2 separate regions of the Zea mays genome follow, and region 1 is linked to region 2. A link is a contact called in public Hi-C data. All regions are on one chromosome and are shown on one strand. The core of a region is the stretch at or near the end of the contact, and the rest is flanking DNA. Distances in the headings are between cores, read along the strand shown. Region 1 holds the start of LOC103654911 (translation factor GUF1 homolog, chloroplastic). Region 2 holds the start of LOC100272855 (putative TCP-1/cpn60 chaperonin family protein).

Region 1 (3,741 bases), core at 171-2,670, 210 kb after region 2:
CCCGGAAGACGGCGAACTCCACTCCGCCCGACCCAGGGCTCGGACTCGGGCTCAGCCCCAGAAGACGACGAACTCCGCTTCGCCCGACCCCAGGGCTCGGACTCGGGCTCAGCCCCAGAAGACGACGAACTCCGCTTCGCCCGACCCCAGGGTTCGGACTCCGCCCTGGCCTCTGCCGAACGACCTCCGCCTCGCCCGACCAAGGGGTTCGGACTTGGCCTCGGCCATGGAAGACAGACTCGACCTCGGCTTCGGAGGAGCCTCCACGTCGCCCAACCTAGGGCGCAGGCCAGCCACGTCAACAGGAAGCGCCATCATCACCCTACCCCGAGCTGACGCGGGCCGCGGAGAACAAGACCGGTGTCCCATCTGGCTAGCTCCGCCAGATAGGCAATGATGGCGCCCCGCATGCTCTGTGACGACGGCGGCTCTCAGCTCTCTTACGGAAGCAGGAGGACGTCAGCAAGGACTCAACCGCTCCGACAGCTGTCCCTCCGCCAGGCTCCGTCGCTCCTCCGACGGCCACGACATCACACCAGCTGGGTGCCAAAATCTCTCCGGCTGCCACATCGGCATGTACTTAGGGCGCTAGCTCTCCCCCGCTAGACACGTAGCACTCTGCTACACCCCCATTGTACACCTGGATCCTCTCCTTACGCCTATAAAAGGAAGGACCAGGGCCCTCTTAGAGAGGGTTGGCCGCGCGGGGACGAGGACGGGACATGCGCTCTCTTGGGGCCGCTCGCTTCCCTCTCCCGCGTGGACGTTTGTAACCCCCTACTGCAAGCGCACCCGACCTGGGCGCAGGACGAACACGAAGGCCGCGGGATTCCCACCTCTCTCACGCCGGTCTCCGGCCGCCTCGCTCTTTTCCCCCCTTCGCGCTCGCCCACGCGCTCGACCCATCTGGGCTGGGGCACGCGGCGACACTCACTCGTCGGCCCGAGGGACCTCCGGTCTCGAAACGCCGACATATATGTATGTATATGCGGCCCCAACTGATAATTACTGAAAGATTTTAGTAATTATTGGTAACGACTAAGCGCTATTCAGTTATTAGTAGAAACTAATAAGTGTTTCTTTAGTAATTACCGTCTGAGCGACAAATATTGTTGCACAGTGTTGACTAACAATTTTTAGTCCTTGATCTGAAATTTATTTTTTAAAAAGAAAAATATATACACTGACTTTCGCCGAGAAACGCTGATTTTTACTAGAGAAATAAAAAATTTGGCCGAGTTTTTTTTTGAGAACTCAAACAATTCAAAATTCACCGGTTTTGGTCGTTACCGCTAATAAAAAAAGGAAAACGAGATGGTTAACCTGGGCTCAAAATCTCGGGCTCGGGTCGGCGGCAAGGCGGCAACGGTTACTGGAGTGGGCCCAAAATCTCTGTTGCGTCAGCGTGCGCCCGCCTCCCTGCCTGTGGTATGTGGAAGTGAAGTGTGGATAGACAGCGCGGCGAGACAAGCGAACCTCTGCGGCCCGCAGGCTCCAGCGCTCATCCACCTCTCATGGCCACCGCCACCGCTTCCCGCCTCGCCGTCCTCGCGCCGCGGCCGTCGCGCCCCGCACCGGGGCGCCGGCGACATGCTCCTGCTACCGGTCGTGGTCCTCCCCTCCCTCGCAGTCTCTACGCAGCGCCCCGCGGCCGCGTTCTCTGCCTCGCGGCCCCCGCGCCCGCTGCTGCCTCCACCACCGACGCCGGCCAGGACCGCCTCCAGAAGGTAGCCGCCTGCCCGTCGTTACTCGTTAGCGAGGCAGCGATTTATTTCATGTTGTATTATTTATAATCGTGTATGTATACATTGGTGATTTCCACTATTGCGTTGTGCCGGTGCTCATTAGCGTGTTATTTCGGCGCGTGTTTTGTCCTGCTAGGTGCCCATTTCGAATATCAGGAACTTCTGCATCATCGCGCACATTGACCATGGCAAGTCCACACTGGCGGATAAGCTGCTGGAGCTTACTGGCACGGTGCAGAAGAGGGAGATGAAGGAGCAGTTTCTGGATAACATGGACCTGGAGAGGGAGAGAGGGATCACCATAAAATTGCAGGTACCGATACACAAAGTTGTAACATGTGACCGGTCGGTTAATTAAGATCATTTAACATCTCTATGTTTATCAATGGGGCGAAACTCTTGAAATCAATAGTTGCTACACACGGACAATTTTCTTGTGTCTTTGCTAGTTTGGTCTGTCATTTGCTTGTACATAGCTCCTACTGGAGTTCTCCCATTGTATTATTCATTTTTGATGTATGATATGTTTACACATGTTCTAATAATTTGTTTTATAGGCAGCTCGGATGCGCTACGTCATGAATAATGAGCCTTACTGCCTGAATTTAATTGATACACCAGGGCATGTTGATTTCTCGTACGAGGTATGTAGTCGCTTGTTCATACCACTCTCAGACAGAGAAGTTTTACTGCTTCCAGGAGGCAATGATGATTGCTTCCCATTAATTGCTAATTGGAGATTTAATTCTTCTAAAATTTTGAGACCGTTTGGAGTGTATGTGGTTGTACTATGGTAATTTTTGTAGTCCTATTTTCAACACTGGGAGTCGATTTAAACATCTTTGGAACTACCTGATTGGATGCTAGGTTTCCCGCTCTCTAGCTGCCTGTGAGGGCGCACTTCTTGTTGTTGATGCTTCTCAGGTGCAATATATATTTCCTTACTGTAAGTTTCAATAGTTATATATCTGAAGATATTTGTCTTCTGCATGCCAATACACGGAATCTAGCAATGGTTTTGCTGGCTTCCAATATACATGTGCTGCAATGTGAAGGATGTATGATGGCTTTATGCAGGGTGTTGAAGCTCAGACGTTAGCGAATGTGTACCTTGCATTGGAAAACAACCTTGAAATCATACCGGTTTGTTCTACCACATTTCCTGTGCACAAACTATGGTTCCTATTCTCAGATTTTTACAATTGTTTTCATTTCATTGCAAAATCCCTATACTTTGGGCTTCACCCGAGTATTTGAAATACTACTTTTCCTTTTTGGTATTGCCCTTTTTACCTCATTAGATCTAGATGCAAACTGAGTAATGAACTAACGATGACAACCATTGTGAAAATCATTCTGTAACATGGATAACAACTTGCTTAAGTTCACTCAAATACATTTAAGATTTAATTGTTTGATTGCCCTTATTAAACTTAGATAGCAAATTAAACAATTTATATGATATCCAGATATCCTTTCTCCTTTTTCTGTTCGACCATGACTTTGTCTTCTAATTCAGGTTCTAAATAAAATAGATCTTCCTGGTGCTGAACCTGATCGTGTCGCACAGGAAATTGAAGAGGTATTTCTGAAAGCATCACCCCTATCTTGGACTTGTCTTCTACGTTCTTTAGCCAACAGTTCCTTGTATTCCCACTTAAAAGTTATGCTCCATTTTTTTCTTAGAACTAAAAATTCATCCTTGCCTTTATTATTACCAGATAATTGGATTGGACTGTCGTGATGCAATTCGGTGTTCAGCAAAGGTTAGTTTTTCTTTCCTTTTCATTTCTTTCCTTTTTTTCTACAGAGTTACTTGTATATAAATTGCAGATAGAACATATTGTGCCCCCTTTATGAACAGATATAATCTTCATCTTAACTTTTTTTTTGTGTTCTTTCATGTAGGAAGGTATAGGCATCACTGAAATATTAGATGCCCTTGTGACCAAAATCCCCCCACCAAAAGATACATCAAAAGATCCTCTCAGGGCTC
Region 2 (3,973 bases), core at 934-3,433:
TCCTGCATATGAAAACGTCTTCTTGAACGCAACACCATTCACCAAAAAAGAGTCTCTCATGGTACCTCCAGGAACCTAAGATACATCATACTATCAGATATTAATGTCTTATCATGAAAAATCAAATAAATATTATATTATGTGGCACGCCAAGTATGTAAAGCCTGTGATTAAGGGGCACAGAGCTATTAAAAAATAATGGCAATCAATGCTGGGTTCATCACTGAATTTGTAATATATACCCTAGCATAGTTTTCCCCTTAAATGAATCCCTTTCGTTCTGCATAATAAAATCATTGTTTTATGGATCAATCCATAGAGCCTGGTGGAACAAAATCAATAACTAAATGGCTACCTTGTTATCTTTGAGCAAAAATGGTTATCTTAGGTATGTTGTTCTACAGCTTAAAACATTAGAATGGTACAACCCTTCTAGATGAAAATATTTGTTTACTTGATTGCCTAGTAACCAATCCTTAATATATCAGTTCTGAAGCCAAAATGATATCAAGAGCAACATCTTGAAAGTGAACATTGCAACAATCACCTTTTTAATCCCAATAAGATTAAGCCTGTCATCATTGCCAATGGCAAGGACAGCATCCACAACCATAGAAGCAAAGAATTCTTTTTCACCACCTATAAGTTTTGAAGAGAGTGTTGTAGCAGCGCACTTGGCTAGCAGTGATTTCTTCTCTTCAAGGCTTTTTCCTTCTATGCTAACTGCCAGCTCTTTAACCCTTTGGATTGCCTGATAGAAATTCATGTTAATGAATAATCAACTTTGCAAAATAGCTGCAGAGAATCAAAAGGTCGCCTGTTCAAAAAGGATATGGTGGTTACAGACCATATTGCCTGCAGTTCTATAACTGCGAATTAGACTGTGGGGGTGCACCCCGTCCTCGATATAAGGTTTTGCTTCCTTTAAGAATTCTGCAGCTAGAAGCACCACAGTAGTTGTCCCATCGCCGACCTGAGCAAATAAGAAATTTAAGGTTGAGCTTAATATGCATGTCCAAGCTCTATAAACCAACAAACATAGGTACAGCAAAAAACAATGAAAGCCAAAACTGCAAGCAAATTATGCAACAGCGTCGCTTTATAAGAATAACACAGAACTAGATGTAAACTCAACTGTTGTGATACATAATATTTGATACATGCAAATAAAAACTGCAAGCAATACTAAAACAGAAAATAAGAAACTTCTGTGAATATCAAATGCATCAGTTTAGCGTAGGATTGCATGACTCAAAACGAAGCGACAGAAGAAAAAAAAAATAGGACAGATTTTAAGAACGTAAAAATACAATAGCATTTCATGGTACAAAAGCTCTACGGCACTATTGCATTGAGCCAAATGCCTGTAGATAACACTGGACACATCTTAGTCCAAACAGAAGAGATCAGTGGGTTGGCCAGCAATGGATTAGGCCTGTCATCATTCCCGCTGTTCAAATTGCAATTCCTTGGCTTACACCTCAACTGCACAACCCATCCATGGCTAAACTATGTATCTGTGAGTAATTCCACCAAAATCGTGTGCCCATCACGCCTTAACAACCCGATTCCACTTCACTCAGATTAAACGTGACGAAATGGTTTAGGATTAACAGGTTAGTGTTCTTGTTTTCTTAACTGTCTGCCCCAAGTGGCAACTACCATAGCCAAAGTAATGCGTGGAATAGATCGCAATGAGGCAGGTTTCCACAGCTACAGGCAAAGATTTGTAGCTAGATGGTTACCTCGGAGTCCTGCGACTTGGCGATGTCGACAAGGATCTTGGCGGCGGGGTGCACGATGTCGAGGAGGCGCATGATGGTGGCGCCGTCGTTGGAGATGGTGACTCCGCCCTTGTCGTCGTGGATGAGCTTGTCCATCCCCCGAGGCCCCAGCGTGGTCCGCACGGTGTCGCCCACCGCCGTGCACGCGTTGATATTGCTCACCACCTGAGCGCGCCCCTGCGACGTGTCCGTGCCCTCCTTGAGCAGGATGATCTGCGGTTGCTGCGAATCACGAATAGCGCCGCCATCAGACCAGCGAATCAGAGCTTGCGTGCGAGAGCCAAGGTGCCAGCGGATTCGGGTAAGGGCTCCGTGGAGATGGCGCTTACCATCATCGCCGACATGGTTGGGGGCTGGGCGGAGCTAGGGTTTGATGTGCTAGGGAGTGGCCGAGTGGAAGAGATCTGGGAGCAGGAGGGACAAGCTAGGGTTTTGAGGTTGCGGTCTAAAAGGAAAAAAACCTGGCGTCCGTCTGCTGCTGCGCCACAAGCCCACAACACTCTTGTGATAGCTTGTAGAATGGTAGTCTCGAGTCTGACTGGTGCCGGCCCGGTGGGCTCTCGTCACAGATTCTACTGTTCGAGCTCTCTCTGTTTTTACGTGTGTTGACTATCACGAGTATTAAATATAATTTAATTATAAATTTTATTATATAGATATAAACTAAACGATGATACAAATTTATATACCTAATTAATATATAATTAGCAAATGTTCATATGGTTGAATCATAAATTAATTAAGTTTAATGTATTCGTCTTATCGTTCAATTCTCATCTATATAATTAATTTTATAACTAAACTATATTAATATTTTTAACTAGCATCCAAACGTCCAATATGGTAGGTGTTAGCGCCGCAATCATTGTGATGAGTATCGGCGGCACGGACGGTCCGTGACTGAGGGTCGGACGGTCCGCAACCTGGCTCAAGAGCTAGGGTTTCTGCCTAACGAGTCGGACGGTCCGCGTATGCGCAGATGCGATGAGTTTGCCAACAACACCTGGATCTCGCTCACGGGAAGGACACCGTCAGGGAGAAGAGATCCTAGGGTTTGTCTTGGGATCGATAGGCCATCCAAGACGCCTCTAAACGACGTAGAGCCGAAGAGATGTGAAGATTAGACATAGGAAAATATGTTATTGTCTACTCTCCCTTCAAATATATAAGGGGGTCTAGACCCGTTTCTAGCGTTCTCCAACATCTCCTGCGGGTTTAAAGGGCTAAACACGCGAGGAGATAGGAGTTTTAACCGCCTGATTCAATCTATTCGTGGACCGTCTGAGCCTAAGGGCCTGAACCGTTCGGTCGTGTCCAGTGCCACAAATGGTGCTCAATAGCAGGGACTAAAGTTTAGTAGAAGGAACGAACAGGGCCTTATTCCCCGTGGATGGTGTGTACCGCAAAGCTTGCAAAGGCATCCTAAAATGTTAGGTAGTGTTTGGTTCCATGTTCTATTGGGACGGAGCGACTCTATTCCAGATTCTAAAGATAGAACTATTATGTTCTATGTTTGGCAGCTAGAACGATGCCACCCTATGTTTTTGGTTTGGTTATAGAGTGAAGCAGAACGAGCGGCTCCCTTTTATGTTTGGTTCCAGAGTGAAGTGAAAGGGAAATAGGTTCAAATCTTTTCCTAAATGATTTTGGTGGTTCAAATGCCCAACACAAATAATTGGACTAACTAGTTTGCTCTAGATTATATGTTCTACAGGTGCTAAAGGTTCAACACAAACCAATAAAAAGATCTAAATTAGGGTTCAAAAAGAAAGGAGCAAAAGAAACCGAAGAGAACCCTGGTCTAGCGCACCGGACTGTCCGATGCCCCAGGGACCGTACAGGCTGAACTCTTCACCTTCGGGTTTCTCAGGCGCTGCTCCACTATAATTCACCGGACTGTCCGGTGTGCCAACGGAGCAACAGCTATCATCGCAACGGTCGTCTGCAAAAGCGTGAACAGTGCGTGAACAGTGCACGCAGAAGTCAGAGCAGGCGCTAGAGGCGCACCGGACACTGAACAGTAGCTGTCCGGTGCGACATGAAGTCAGCGCTCCAACGGTCGAAACCGTCAGAACCCTAACAGTTGGGTGACGTGGCTGGCGCACCAGACAGTGCCCGGTGGCGCACCGGACTGTCCGATGCGCCCATCGACAGCAACCCTCCCCAATGGCTATTTTGGTGGTTGGGGC

What was found. A called contact is a pair of places that touch in the nucleus more often than the background predicts.
Region 1: a Hi-C map of ear shows a contact between it and region 2, with 1.6 times the contacts expected there. The contact joins the promoter of LOC103654911 here to the promoter of LOC100272855 in region 2. A contact is called at or near these places in 2 of 25 Hi-C or Micro-C datasets (ear and tassel).

What each region holds. Positions count from the first base shown.
Region 1 is chr4:245,847,159-245,850,899 of Zm-B73-REFERENCE-NAM-5.0, forward strand. It overlaps LOC103654911 (translation factor GUF1 homolog, chloroplastic), which reads left to right and starts at 1,421. Exons shown (of 22, transcript XM_008681719.3): 1 at 1,421-1,727; 2 at 1,882-2,058; 3 at 2,303-2,389; 4 at 2,613-2,669; 5 at 2,823-2,888; 6 at 3,265-3,327; 7 at 3,467-3,511; 8 at 3,654-3,741. The coding sequence starts at 1,515.
Region 2 is chr4:245,632,376-245,636,348 of Zm-B73-REFERENCE-NAM-5.0, forward strand. LOC100272855 (putative TCP-1/cpn60 chaperonin family protein) reads right to left here and starts at 2,184. Exons shown (of 14, transcript NM_001147308.1): 1 at 2,114-2,184; 2 at 1,746-2,006; 3 at 848-973; 4 at 548-751; 5 at 1-75. The coding sequence starts at 2,128.